Regions from separate parts of the Triticum aestivum genome. Here region 1 is linked to region 2. A link is a contact called in public Hi-C data. All regions are on one chromosome and are shown on one strand. The core of a region is the stretch at or near the end of the contact, and the rest is flanking DNA. Distances in the headings are between cores, read along the strand shown. Region 1 holds the start of LOC123092332 (DEAD-box ATP-dependent RNA helicase 24). Region 2 holds the start of LOC123092330 (ATP-dependent Clp protease proteolytic subunit 5, chloroplastic).

Region 1 (6,026 bases), core at 409-2,908, 220 kb after region 2:
TGCAGCTTTCTCTTTGTTCGACAAAAGCTACATTATTTTTTAGTTTTCTTTTGAAGATAGCGGTATGTTCCTTACAAAAATAAGAAGGAGATAGCGGTATGTACTATGAGTACTATTATTTTTTTGACGGGTACTACGAGTACTACTTTGCAGCATTGCATAGATCACATCACGCCTGAAGACCGAGTCTAACTTTTATTCTTTTATTTTTGAAGTAGTCCAACCTTTTTTCTTGAGGGGTTGAAGTAGTCCAACTAGGCTGGGCATGATGGACATGGAGCATGTACTCCCGAGTTCAAATGCTCTCTGATGAATAGTAAAACTGAAAAAAAAATCAAAAGACAAATCTTTTGTGTTTGTAAAAATTTATCATAAAATGACATTTCTGAAAGTCCTGGTAAAAGAACAAAATCGATGCTCCAAAAGTGCTGATTTGCTTTTTTTTTTTGCCATGACTTCTACGAATGTTGTTTCAGTATGAAAATTTCCAAGCACTGAGAACATTTGTTAAAGTTTTCACCGAAAAAAATTCAGATTTTAAAATTTTGTTTGCATTATTTCAAAATTTACTGTTCATCTCGAGTTCAAACGAGCTTGGGAGTAGAAGGCGACTTCCGGGGCATGAGCTACTTCTCTATTTGTTCTTTCAAGCCTTTTTAGGGGAATTTGTTCTTTTGAGCTGGTCATTCAGGAGCTCCCAGCGATCACTTGGGGGTAGGTTGAGAGTGCGCCACTGTTGCGCTCCCTTCGGATTTTTTTCCTACATGTTTTTGGCTTTTTAAACGATTTTTTTCGGTTTTCCACCGGTCTGTGTTAGTTTTTGGGAAAAAATTTGTGCAAAACACATGTTTTTTTCCGCAAGAGGCATGGCCATGCCTCTCAGAAACGGGAAACATGCGTTTTTTGTTTTTTTTCACGAAAGACACGGTTATGCTTTCGTGAGAGGCACGGCCGTGCCTCTCGAAAACGAAAATAACGCATTTTCTGTTTCTTTTTCTTCCATGAGATGCACGATTGTGATCTCGTGAGAGGCCGCACCTCTCGAAAACAACAAAAAAATGTCTTTTCTATTTTTTTCTTCCGCAGGAGGTACGGTTTTGCTTCCGCGAGAGGCATGGCTGTGCCTCTCAGAAACGAAAAAATGTGTTTTCTATTTTCTTTTCGCGAGAGTCACGTTTGCGCTTTCGCGAGAGGCACGGTTGTGCCTCTTTCAGAAAGGAAAAAAAATATGCTTCCGGCTCGATTTTTTCGTGAAAACAAAAAATCTTCAATACCTATCAATATGAGTTCTACTTTTGAAGATTTCGACGTGAGAAACCAAACGGTTCAAAATTTGGATGCACGATTTAAGAGATAAAAATGTTTTGAATAAACAGATGTATGAAAAAAAAATCTCAGGTTGCGACAAATGACGCACATGAAAAGGTGAAAGTGATCTTTAAAAGAGTACTCCTTAACTAGTTTTTTTTTTGAGTCTAGTACTCTGATTTCGGTCACAGGAGCTTGAAGGGTGAACTGGTGAGTCGGCGAGGCCCAACCGCCGTTGCCAATCAAACAACACTCGGCCTGATAAGCTATGCCGCAACCGACTTCAGCCCACGGGCGCGTCAGACCCGTCCAGTACCCGGCCCACCACACGAGCGACCCAACCAACCGGCGCCAAGCTCTCTCCGACCCCTCCGTGTCCATCGTCTTCCTCCCCGCCTCGCTACACAAACCCTAGCTAGACCGTCGCTACCTCCACCTTGCCCGCCGTCCATGTCGAAGCGACCGAGGCTCGAGGGCTTCAGCATCCCGCGTCCCACCCCATACAGCTTCGAGCGCTCCCAACCCGCGCCGCGCCTCTACGTCCCCGCCGATGACGACCTCGACGACATCGCCTTCTCTGACGACGCAGCCGCACCCTCGGACGCCGCGGAGGGCGGCAAGGCGGAGGACGACGAGATCGACCCGCTCGACGCGTTCATGGCAGAGATCCAGGAGGAGATCCGCGCGCCGCCCCCGCCGCCCAAGCCCGAGGCACTCCGCCCCGCGGATTCCGATGAGGACGACGACCCAATGGAGAGCTTCCTGCGGGCCAAGAAGGACGCCGGGCTCACGCTTGCTGCCGACGTCATGAACGCTGGGTATAACTCCGACGAGGAGGTGTACGCTGCCGCTAAGGCCGTCGACGCCGGCATGATGGAGTACGACTCCGACGACAACTCCATAGTAGTCGACAAGAGGAAGATAGAGCCCATACCACCACTGGACCATTCGACCATCGAGTACGAGCCCTTCACCAAGGATTTCTACGAGGAGAAGCCGTCAGTTTCAGGTGAAGCATATCTTACCGTTTGATTGAGCTTATGTATCGTTAACTGTTAAATTGGCGTCCTGTGTAGGTTACACTGTTAAGCTACTTCAGTTTGATCTCACCATATGAAGCCTGACCAGAGGTCACAAGGGATGAACCAGAATAGTCTATATTGGATGCTAACATCCAAATGTTCTGTTGGCTGTGAACAAAAATGATGCCCTACAAGGGTCCGGGATCACTATTTTGAATTCCATGCTTATTGTTCGAGTGTTGGCTATTAGAATAGATGCATCTCTGTTATTTTGAGATGGCAGGCACCGCGTCATCACTTCTTTACACAATCGCCAGTCTCCAGTTACCCTCCGTGAGACAACAGTCAGAGAGCCATAATATTGCTTTGTTTTTCAGCGCTGTATTCACTTTGATTGCTAATCAATTTCTTAAGAAATTGATACATTTCTGTTGTGCATCTGGTGTCTCGTTCCCCGTCTGCTGACATTGCTAAATAATTAGTGTAATGAAGTCTCTTTATGTTACAAGCCATTGCAACTGAAATCTTGCAAGTACTTGTACATGTTTGTGCGAACTAGCATGATGTAAATTGATTATAACTTTTGCTGGTTGTTCTTGCTCATTGTTTATGGTTTGGCAATTCCTACTTGAAGGTATTTATTGAATTTCTCTATTTGTCTCTTGTAGGGATGAGTGTGGAAGAGGTGTCTGATTATATGAAAAGTTTGGCAATCCGGGTTTCAGGCTTTGATGTGCCAAGGCCAGTTAAAAACTTTGAGGATTGTGGGTTTCCTGTTCCATTGATGAATGCTATTGCCAAGCAGGGTTATGAAAAGCCGACAACAATTCAGTGCCAGGCTTTACCTATTGTCCTTTCAGGTAGAGATATCATTGGTATTGCGAAAACTGGTTCAGGCAAGACCGCAGCATTTGTACTCCCTATGATTGTTCACATTATGGATCAGCCTGAGCTTCAGAAGGAAGAAGGTCCAATAGGAGTCATATGTGCTCCAACAAGAGAATTGGCACATCAGATATATCTCGAAGCTAAGAAGTTTGCAAAGCCTTACAATCTTCAAGTTGCTGCTGTTTATGGTGGTGTTTCCAAATTTGAACAGTTTAAAGAACTGAAATCAGGCTGTGAAATAGTCGTTGCTACCCCAGGGAGACTGATAGACTTGCTTAAGATGAAGGCACTGAAGATGTTTAGGGCAACTTATCTGGTTCTTGATGAAGCTGATCGCATGTTTGATCTTGGGTTCGAGCCTCAGATACGATCCATTGTTGGTCAAATTAGACCAGACCGACAAACCTTGCTTTTTTCTGCAACAATGCCATACAAAGTGGAACGATTGGCTAGAGAAATTTTGACTGACCCTATTCGAGTCACAGTTGGTCAAGTTGGTAGTGCTAATGAAGACATTAAACAAGTTGTGAATGTACTCCCTTCTGATGCTGAGAAAATGCCATGGCTTCTCGAGAAAATGCCTGGTATGATTGATGATGGAGACGTGCTTGTATTTGCAACTAAGAAGGCTCGAGTCGATGAGGTTGAGAACCAGTTGAATCAGCATGGATTCAAAGTTGCTGCACTTCATGGTGACAAGGATCAAGCATCTCGGATGGAGACACTGCAGAAGTTCAAGTCTGGGATTTACCATGTTCTTGTTGCAACTGATGTTGCTGCACGTGGTCTGGACATAAAGTCAATTAAAACAGTTGTCAACTTTGATATTGCAAAAGAAATGGATATGCATATTCACCGCATTGGAAGAACTGGCCGGGCTGGTGATAAAGATGGCACCGCATATACTCTTATTACACAGAAAGAATCACGATTTGCAGGTGAATTGGTTCATAGTTTAATTGCTGCTGGTCAAGATGTGCCCAACGAACTTATGGACCTGGCAATGAAGGTGGGTTCCTGGTAACTTATTTTGTGAATTTTACGTGTTCTCTGTTCTGTCAGCTGCTAAAATACGTACTATTATTATAGTTTGCCTAGTCATCCTACCATGAGTACAACCCCTATTCTAAACCGACTGTTGTTTGAATTCCAGGATGGCAGGTTCAGAGCTAACCGTGACTCCAGAAAAGGTTCGTCCTGTTTATTTAGTTACACAGGAGGTGATATAGATGCATCCTTTTGGAAACTGATTATACTAACGAAATAATTATGCTTGACCAGGTGGGAAGAAAGGTGGCAAAGGAAAGAGTGGTGGAGGTGGTGGTGGGGGCGGCGGCGGGGGTGGCGGTGCGCGTGGGCGTGGGCGTGGCATACGTGGAGTTGATTTTGGCCTTGGCATTGGCTATGGTTCTGAATCAGGGCCACAAGTACCTGCTCCAAGATCTGCCACTGTAAACGTGTTGAAGACGGGGATGATGCAAAATTTTAAGAGTAGCTTTGTCTCGGCGTCTTCGAGTGCGCCAGGCAACAGTGCACCTTTGAGGGGTGCACCTTTTGTAAAACCCGCACTTCGTGGTTTTGTTTCCGGTGGTACCATAGGAGGGGATTCAGGTGCAGCGAGACCAGCACCACCGGCGCCCTCATTTGTTCCTGCGTCCAGGCCAGCAGGAAACACTAACGAAAACGGGAACACAAACCCTGAAAGGTATGTGGCTCGCGATGATAAGTCGGTGCAGATAATCATCCTGCTGATATTTCCAGTACTAGTACTTGGCCATGCTCAGTATTCAGTGTGCTAACCACCGTTCAAAATTCCCGTATATTGCAGCTCGAAGGATCAACGGAGGGAGAGAAAGCGGCCATCTGGGTGGGATCGCTAGTAGGCTTTTGAACTCCAAATGTACCAAAATTGCCTCCAGTTTTGTTTTGTTACCTTCACGGAACATATTGTTGTAGATTGTAGATTACATGATGTGAATGATAAAATTGCTGTTCCTACACCCAACTGAATTGTCTATTCTTTATGTTTGTCCTATCAAAATGTGGAGATCACTATCGAGTATGGTAAATTTGGTTTTGAGACACCTATCATCTCTTGCCTTAAGTTTAGGCACACTAATCTTCTACTCTTTGGTCAGTGTCATTACAAAAAGTATGTCAATCTGCTGACTCCGGAACCATTACATATCATCTCTTATGAAATCAGGATAGAGATGCCGGGGAGTTGCAGTTCAAATAAACCATCCGAAATGAGGAATCATGTGATGTATCTCTTGTGTGCCTGCTTGCTTGTGGCCACATTACTTTCTTTTTAATGTGCTTTGTTGTTGCTGGAGACGTGAAATGGTGACTAGGTTTGGAGCTTATAGTCAGGTGCCTATTGCCTAATCATGTTACGAACCATTTGCGAGGGAATTTCACGAACCATATTTGATTTAGACTAGCAAACATGATTGTACGCACCAAACTTAGCAAGCATGTCATAAGACACCATGTCCACCAAACTTACGCCCTGTTTGGAATCTCTCCCGTCCGCTCCACTCCGCGGAGCTCCAGGAGCTCGGTTTGAGCTGCTCCGTGGAAATAAGCTGCAGTTTCCTCCGCTCCGGGAGCGCAGTCCAGGGAGCGGAGAGGAACCGAACAGGCCCTTAGTAAGCATGTCATAAGACACCATGTCCATGTCTTCTATTTCAATACTATGAGCTACCTCACCTATATTGCCACTTATCCTCCTACCCTAGGAAGCACCCTTGCACGCCCTACTCCTATGAGCACCTCTGAAATACCAAGTCGGGTGTGTTTTAGTAG
Region 2 (5,498 bases), core at 379-2,878:
ATCCAGAAATAACTTGGCTTAGTTTACAAGTTCCGCTGATGGTGCAAGAAGGCCCTATAATGTGTTGAAGATAAAGCAGCAACATGCTATTACTTCCCTTGATAATGGATACGTATCAGCAATTCTAGAGTAAAGCTTCTGACCAGAAAACTACTGATCTAGGAATAAGAAACTGCAACAGAAGGAAGAGAGATTCATTTGTTTGAATTTACCATCATCACAAGATCATAAGAATATATACTCAATTCCAGGCCTACCTAGGCAGCTCAAAACCTAAGCACTATGATGTAGCAGCAATACAAAAGTACCAGTAACAGTTGATAACTCCAGCACCTTAGTCGCATAGGTATTGACAAACTAGGGTCCAGATAAATAGAACTGTTTCCTACGAAGTCAAGTGATTTTCCTTTAATAGAGGAAGCGCATCCAAGAACCACAGTGCCACTCTACTTCACCTGAAATAACAACTTAGGGCACAAGTTCCACTTACGTGTGTGTAGTGTGATGCCCTATAATGTGTTTGAAGCTAAAGCAACATACTACATCCTTTGATAATTGATATACAGATCAGCAATTCCAAAGTAGGCTGGGATGAATAGATCATAAAAAAGCTTCTGCCAAGATAACTATTCATCTGGGACAGGAATTAGGAATTGCGCACAAGGAGAGAGTTTCATTTTTCACAACTTACCTTGTTAGGATCGACGGCGTCTAGGTATAGCAGCTGCGCAACAATGACATTGGCCATATCATCCTCCACGGGTCCACCGCATCGGATAATTCTCTGCAGCAGGACGCGTGCACATGTTCACACACCGCAGATTACACTCGCAAAATGGCTCTACAGAGGAGATGAAACAATTTTTCACAGAGTCCAGTATTCCCGTACGTGCTGAAAGAGCTGGCTGACGACGCTCTCGAACCGCTCCATCACCATGGGTGAGGGCCCGCGCTCCTGCCCCGCGGCCTCCACGGGGAAGTAGGGCGACCTAGGCATCAGCAAGTCATCCCTGGCAGACACACACACACACAGCGCCATCAGCACCCTTATAGATCCCTAACTGAACCTCGTCCAGCATACCAAACAGACGACGCGAAACTGCAAAACTTGCTGCCACGAATTGACTTCACCTTTTCGTTTTGAAACCGGGCTAACGGAAATACATCGTCAGAGTCTAACAGGATACTACAGGAAGCGCGAAAGGGAAGAAGCGAGTGGAATTGACTTCACCTGATCGACCAAATCCCGCGCCTGTGAGCAGCCCCGTGCAGTCCCACTCCGCCGCCGCCGGCAGAGGCGGCCACGGACCGAGCGCACCTCCGATTCCTGCGAGGCGGACATGGTTAGGGCAGAGTGGTTGGAACTGGAAAGCGGGGAGGAACAGTGCGGGAGAGATGGGAACCTGAGGAGCGGGAGGGATCTGGGGGGCGGATTGGGGCTAGGTTTGGGGCCAAGGAGAGGAGCGGTGAGAGAGGAGGAGGAGGCGGTGGAGGTCGCCATGGGCGGGGCGAGGAGAGAGCTCGCGGTGGCCGGTGGGGGTTTTGGGCGGAGGGGGGCTTTGGCTGCGCTTCTTATCCGGGAAGAAGAGTGCTTAGAAGATGGCAGTGAGACTGTGGGCGAAGAAAGAAGACCCGACGACGCGGGTCGCAGTAAGAGTGTGGGCTTGTTTAGCTATGGGCCTGGGCTTACACTGTGCGGGAGATCGATAGTACTGTACATTTCGTTTGTAGGATAAAATAAAATAAAATAAGAAAAATAAGCCTCTCACCCTCCCCCAAAAATTAAAAAAGGGAAATGCTAAAAATCTGACGTTCCTCATGGCAATTTATGTTGGTGTGAGGATGACAAATTTAGTTGGCGAGCATGGCAATTTTCTGGCTGCCATGCTCGCCAACTAAACTTGCCACCCTCGGCAAACATAATTTGCCATGAAAAACATTCGATTTGCCTTGCCTAAAAATCTAACGTTTGCTAAATATTCCGGTCCAAAAAATAAGCCTCTCACCTTAAATCTTAGTCACGCTCTAACAAAAAATAAATATTACTTAGTCAGCTGTCAACTAAAGCTAGTCGCCTACAATTCTTTCTACACATGTTGAGTTTATTGCCACAATTGGGATTTTGTCACACTTCGTCAGCCGTATGCTTCTTTTTTTTTTTTGAGGGGTAGCCGTATGCTTCTTGTGGTCAGTATGTTGGCCACATGTTGTGTGCGCATGATTAGTTGTGGAAAAGTTAGACATCAATGAAGCATGTCCTAAACTCGCGCATACCTTTAACAATTGTGAAATGTTTAAAGCATTGCACTTGTGTAACCCGTTTTCAGGATATACACAAAAATGACTGCTGCTCAAATATATAACATGCAGTAGCTGATACCTGATGCGGCACATCTGTGATTCCCACCGTCCCACGATTCAGCGGGCGTATTTTGCTTTGTTGTTTCTCGTTCTAGACTACACGGACGAGAAATGGAGAGATGCCCAGATCATGGCATTAGTCTCGATCACAAGTCTTCTCGCTACAGACAACAGACACGACACGCTAGGTTACAGTCGTCTAGTACTGCGGTGCACATGATCACACACGCTACAACCGTTTTAGTACATAGATAGATACACGTGGTCATACATACGCTACAACAACTGATACCATGTTACTCGCAGCCAGGAGGCCAAGTCATTAAGACAAACTAGTGTTCAAAGCTTAGATACTACAGTCTAGCACTTCTTCCGACGGCAAGGGTAATCACATCTCCTGCGGGGTGCGATAAGCTGCCTTGAGGAAGTTGTCGAATGGGCTGGCCGGTGGAAGCTTCACCATGGAGCACGGCTCTGATGACGTGCGGTTCATCTCGAAGCCACAGGAATTTACCTGGACAAATGTTGTTAGTGAAAAGTGAAAACAAGATTCAGAGTAAACCGGTTGGGCTTTGTAGAATCTTCATACCTTAGGAAGGATGAAATGATCGGCAGCGGGAAGGCTTGGCACAGGATTGTCTGGAGTCGAGTTGTGGCCATTCACGAGCCAGCTTGATAGCTTCTTCCTAGTGCCCGATCCCAGGGCCTCACATTGACTGGTCATTGTGCCGTATGGGAGGGGGGAGGTAGAAACGGATGCCCCTGCAACCTGGCCAGCTACATGCAGCGCCTGACCAGAGAAACAGTCTACTACTCAGAACCCAATGCAAAGACAAGGTATAACAATGTTTTGCGGTGGTTATACTAGCTTTACCACACAAGAAAATGTGAACACTGAAACAGAGGTAGCAAGTGAAAGGGGGCTCGTGCGGTGGCGGGTCCAGGAATTCAACATTGGGTGTTCAAAAAAGAAAAAATCACCCTAACAGAGAAGCCAATTGGTTCACGGCAATACAGTCAGTTCAGGAGAGTGACATGTATTTCACAACAGGTACCACACAAGAACTATGAGCCAAAAAACGAGTAGTAAACTGTGTCACCGTGTGCAACAGCAGCTGAATTTCACAACAGGTACTCACCGATTCAAGCAACTGACCAACACCCAGGACACGGGGAGCAGAATGAGGAAGCGTAATCTTGGATGTGGAGCTAGCAGTATTTGTAATTGGTGAGTCGTGCAATCCACCATCTACCGAAGATGTTCTTGAACACTCCTACAATGCAAAAGGACACATATGAGGAGACGTAAAAATACATTTTAATGATGGCAACGTACAGTACAAGAAGGAAACGAATTTTGCGCTATTAGTAAGGACCATTTTGTGTAAGTGGCATACCTCATCAAAAGAAAGGGATTCATCGGAAAATGCCTGCGCATGAAAGTTGGCCCAGTCAAGGGCTGAATTTGAACCAAACAAGGGAACTTCTTCAGGAGTAAACATCTCTGTGAGCTCCTTCGCCAGTGCATCCTTGTCCATCTGATAACGCAGTTATAAGAACATTAGGAAATAGTACGTTACCTTCACTTTCAACAGCATCAGTATATGATCTCACTAGGGCTATAAAATGCAGTGTCAACAGCAAATAGACAACAAAATTGAACCATTCTCACAGGACTAACCTCTGTTAAATTTGAAAGTGCACAGGCAATCACATCAAGCACTCGCTGATCATTTATCCCCACTTTCTTTCTGCAATCAGAAAGTACAGACCTAGCAACGTCTTGATCACTTTCAGAACCATAGCTGCCAAGATCCGATTGCAACCTTACATAGAGTTGCAAGTCTTCACCAATTCTTAGATAAGAATCAATCTGCGAAAAAATTGATAACATAGTTTTCAGCAAACGTTCAGGAAATTGAAGATAATTTTATATTTGCTATAGTGTCACTTATTTATGAACGGAGGGAGTAGAACAAGCAAAAGTTATTGAAGAGATAATTGGGCAACGGGCACAGAAGGCAACAAGAAAGCTACCATTAAAGTGAGGCACACCAATGAACATTAATACGAACACATGCGTTGCTGCACACAAGAAATACTGCAAGTATACATTTTTTTGGAAAAAAACAACAAAGTAAAGTTTCACCAAAGAAACATAATAGGAGTATCATATTAGCATCTGTACTAGAACTTAGGATTTACATCAGATAATGTAAAATAATCAGCGACACTTATTTTGGGACGAAGGGAGTACCTTAGAAGTAATACTTTTATTTAGATAAAACTGAAGTACAGTTTCACATATAGAAACATAATAGGAGTATCTTATTAGCATATGTACTAGAACTTACACCAGATAATGTAAAACACCTTAGAGGTAATACTTCTTCTTTTGAGAAAACTGAAGTGAAGTTTCACATGAAAAAACAAAACAGAGGTATCTTAATAGTTTCTGTACTACAACTGAGTACTTACGTTGGATGAGGTAAAACACCTTAGCAACTCTGCCAATTCAACAATATGACAGACTTTTCCAGCAAAAGCCAGCATATTCGTTGCTAAGGAAAAAATAGACCGTTGGCAAGAAGGGGGCAGGCCTCCTGGAAAAATTGCATACAAGACAAGTCAACTTCATGATGCGGATGAGGAAACAGGCGATCATAAATTTCATTATGCAGATCCTACCACTTGGAGTTAAAGCAATACTTCGGAGGGACAGAGGCAACTGGAAGAACTGAATGTTATTACTGTTGCTTGAATTCTGCAGCACCAAAACCACTATTTCAACATTGGAAATTTACTTAGCCAAGATAATGCGACCTTCCATAGTATGCAAGGATATATTTCTTGCAGCATAAAGAGAAGATGAGACCATTGACATGACTAGGTATCTCTTTATGAAAGAAAAAATGCTATCCAAAAATGAGGAAAATGAGAACCACTTGATAAACTCTTCATGGATATACTTGAAAACTTCAAAGATACAGTTTAAAAAGGAACTCGTACCTTAAGGCGGGAAGAAAGAACAGTGAGGCTGTATGAATGACCAATGGCCTCATAATTAAAAGGAGTGTTATCGGTCTGATTGGCCTGTATCCAAAATGCAGACAGCAATTGATTTGTTTGATCTTCAG

What was found. Hi-C and Micro-C count contacts between places; a contact is called where the count stands out from the background.
Region 1: a Hi-C map of leaf shows a contact between it and region 2, with 7 times the contacts expected there. The contact joins the promoter of LOC123092332 here to the promoter of LOC123092330 in region 2. A contact is called at or near these places in 2 of 5 Hi-C or Micro-C datasets (both in leaf).

What each region holds. Positions count from the first base shown.
Region 1 is chr4B:397,997,802-398,003,827 of IWGSC CS RefSeq v2.1, forward strand. LOC123092332 (DEAD-box ATP-dependent RNA helicase 24) reads left to right here and starts at 1,659. Exons shown (of 5, transcript XM_044514080.1): 1 at 1,659-2,317; 2 at 2,999-4,227; 3 at 4,372-4,408; 4 at 4,500-4,923; 5 at 5,047-5,280. The coding sequence starts at 1,759. The coding sequence ends at 5,098.
Region 2 is chr4B:397,780,219-397,785,716 of IWGSC CS RefSeq v2.1, forward strand. It overlaps LOC123092330 (ATP-dependent Clp protease proteolytic subunit 5, chloroplastic), which reads right to left and starts at 1,629. Exons shown (of 9, transcript XM_044514076.1): 1 at 1,404-1,629; 2 at 1,232-1,327; 3 at 890-1,010; 4 at 692-784. The coding sequence starts at 1,501. LOC123092331 (protein SEMI-ROLLED LEAF 2) reads right to left here. Exons shown (of 20, transcript XM_044514078.1): 13 at 5,371-5,498; 14 at 5,050-5,125; 15 at 4,840-4,964; 16 at 4,043-4,234; 17 at 3,759-3,899; 18 at 3,501-3,635; 19 at 2,951-3,151; 20 at 2,474-2,875. The coding sequence ends at 2,750.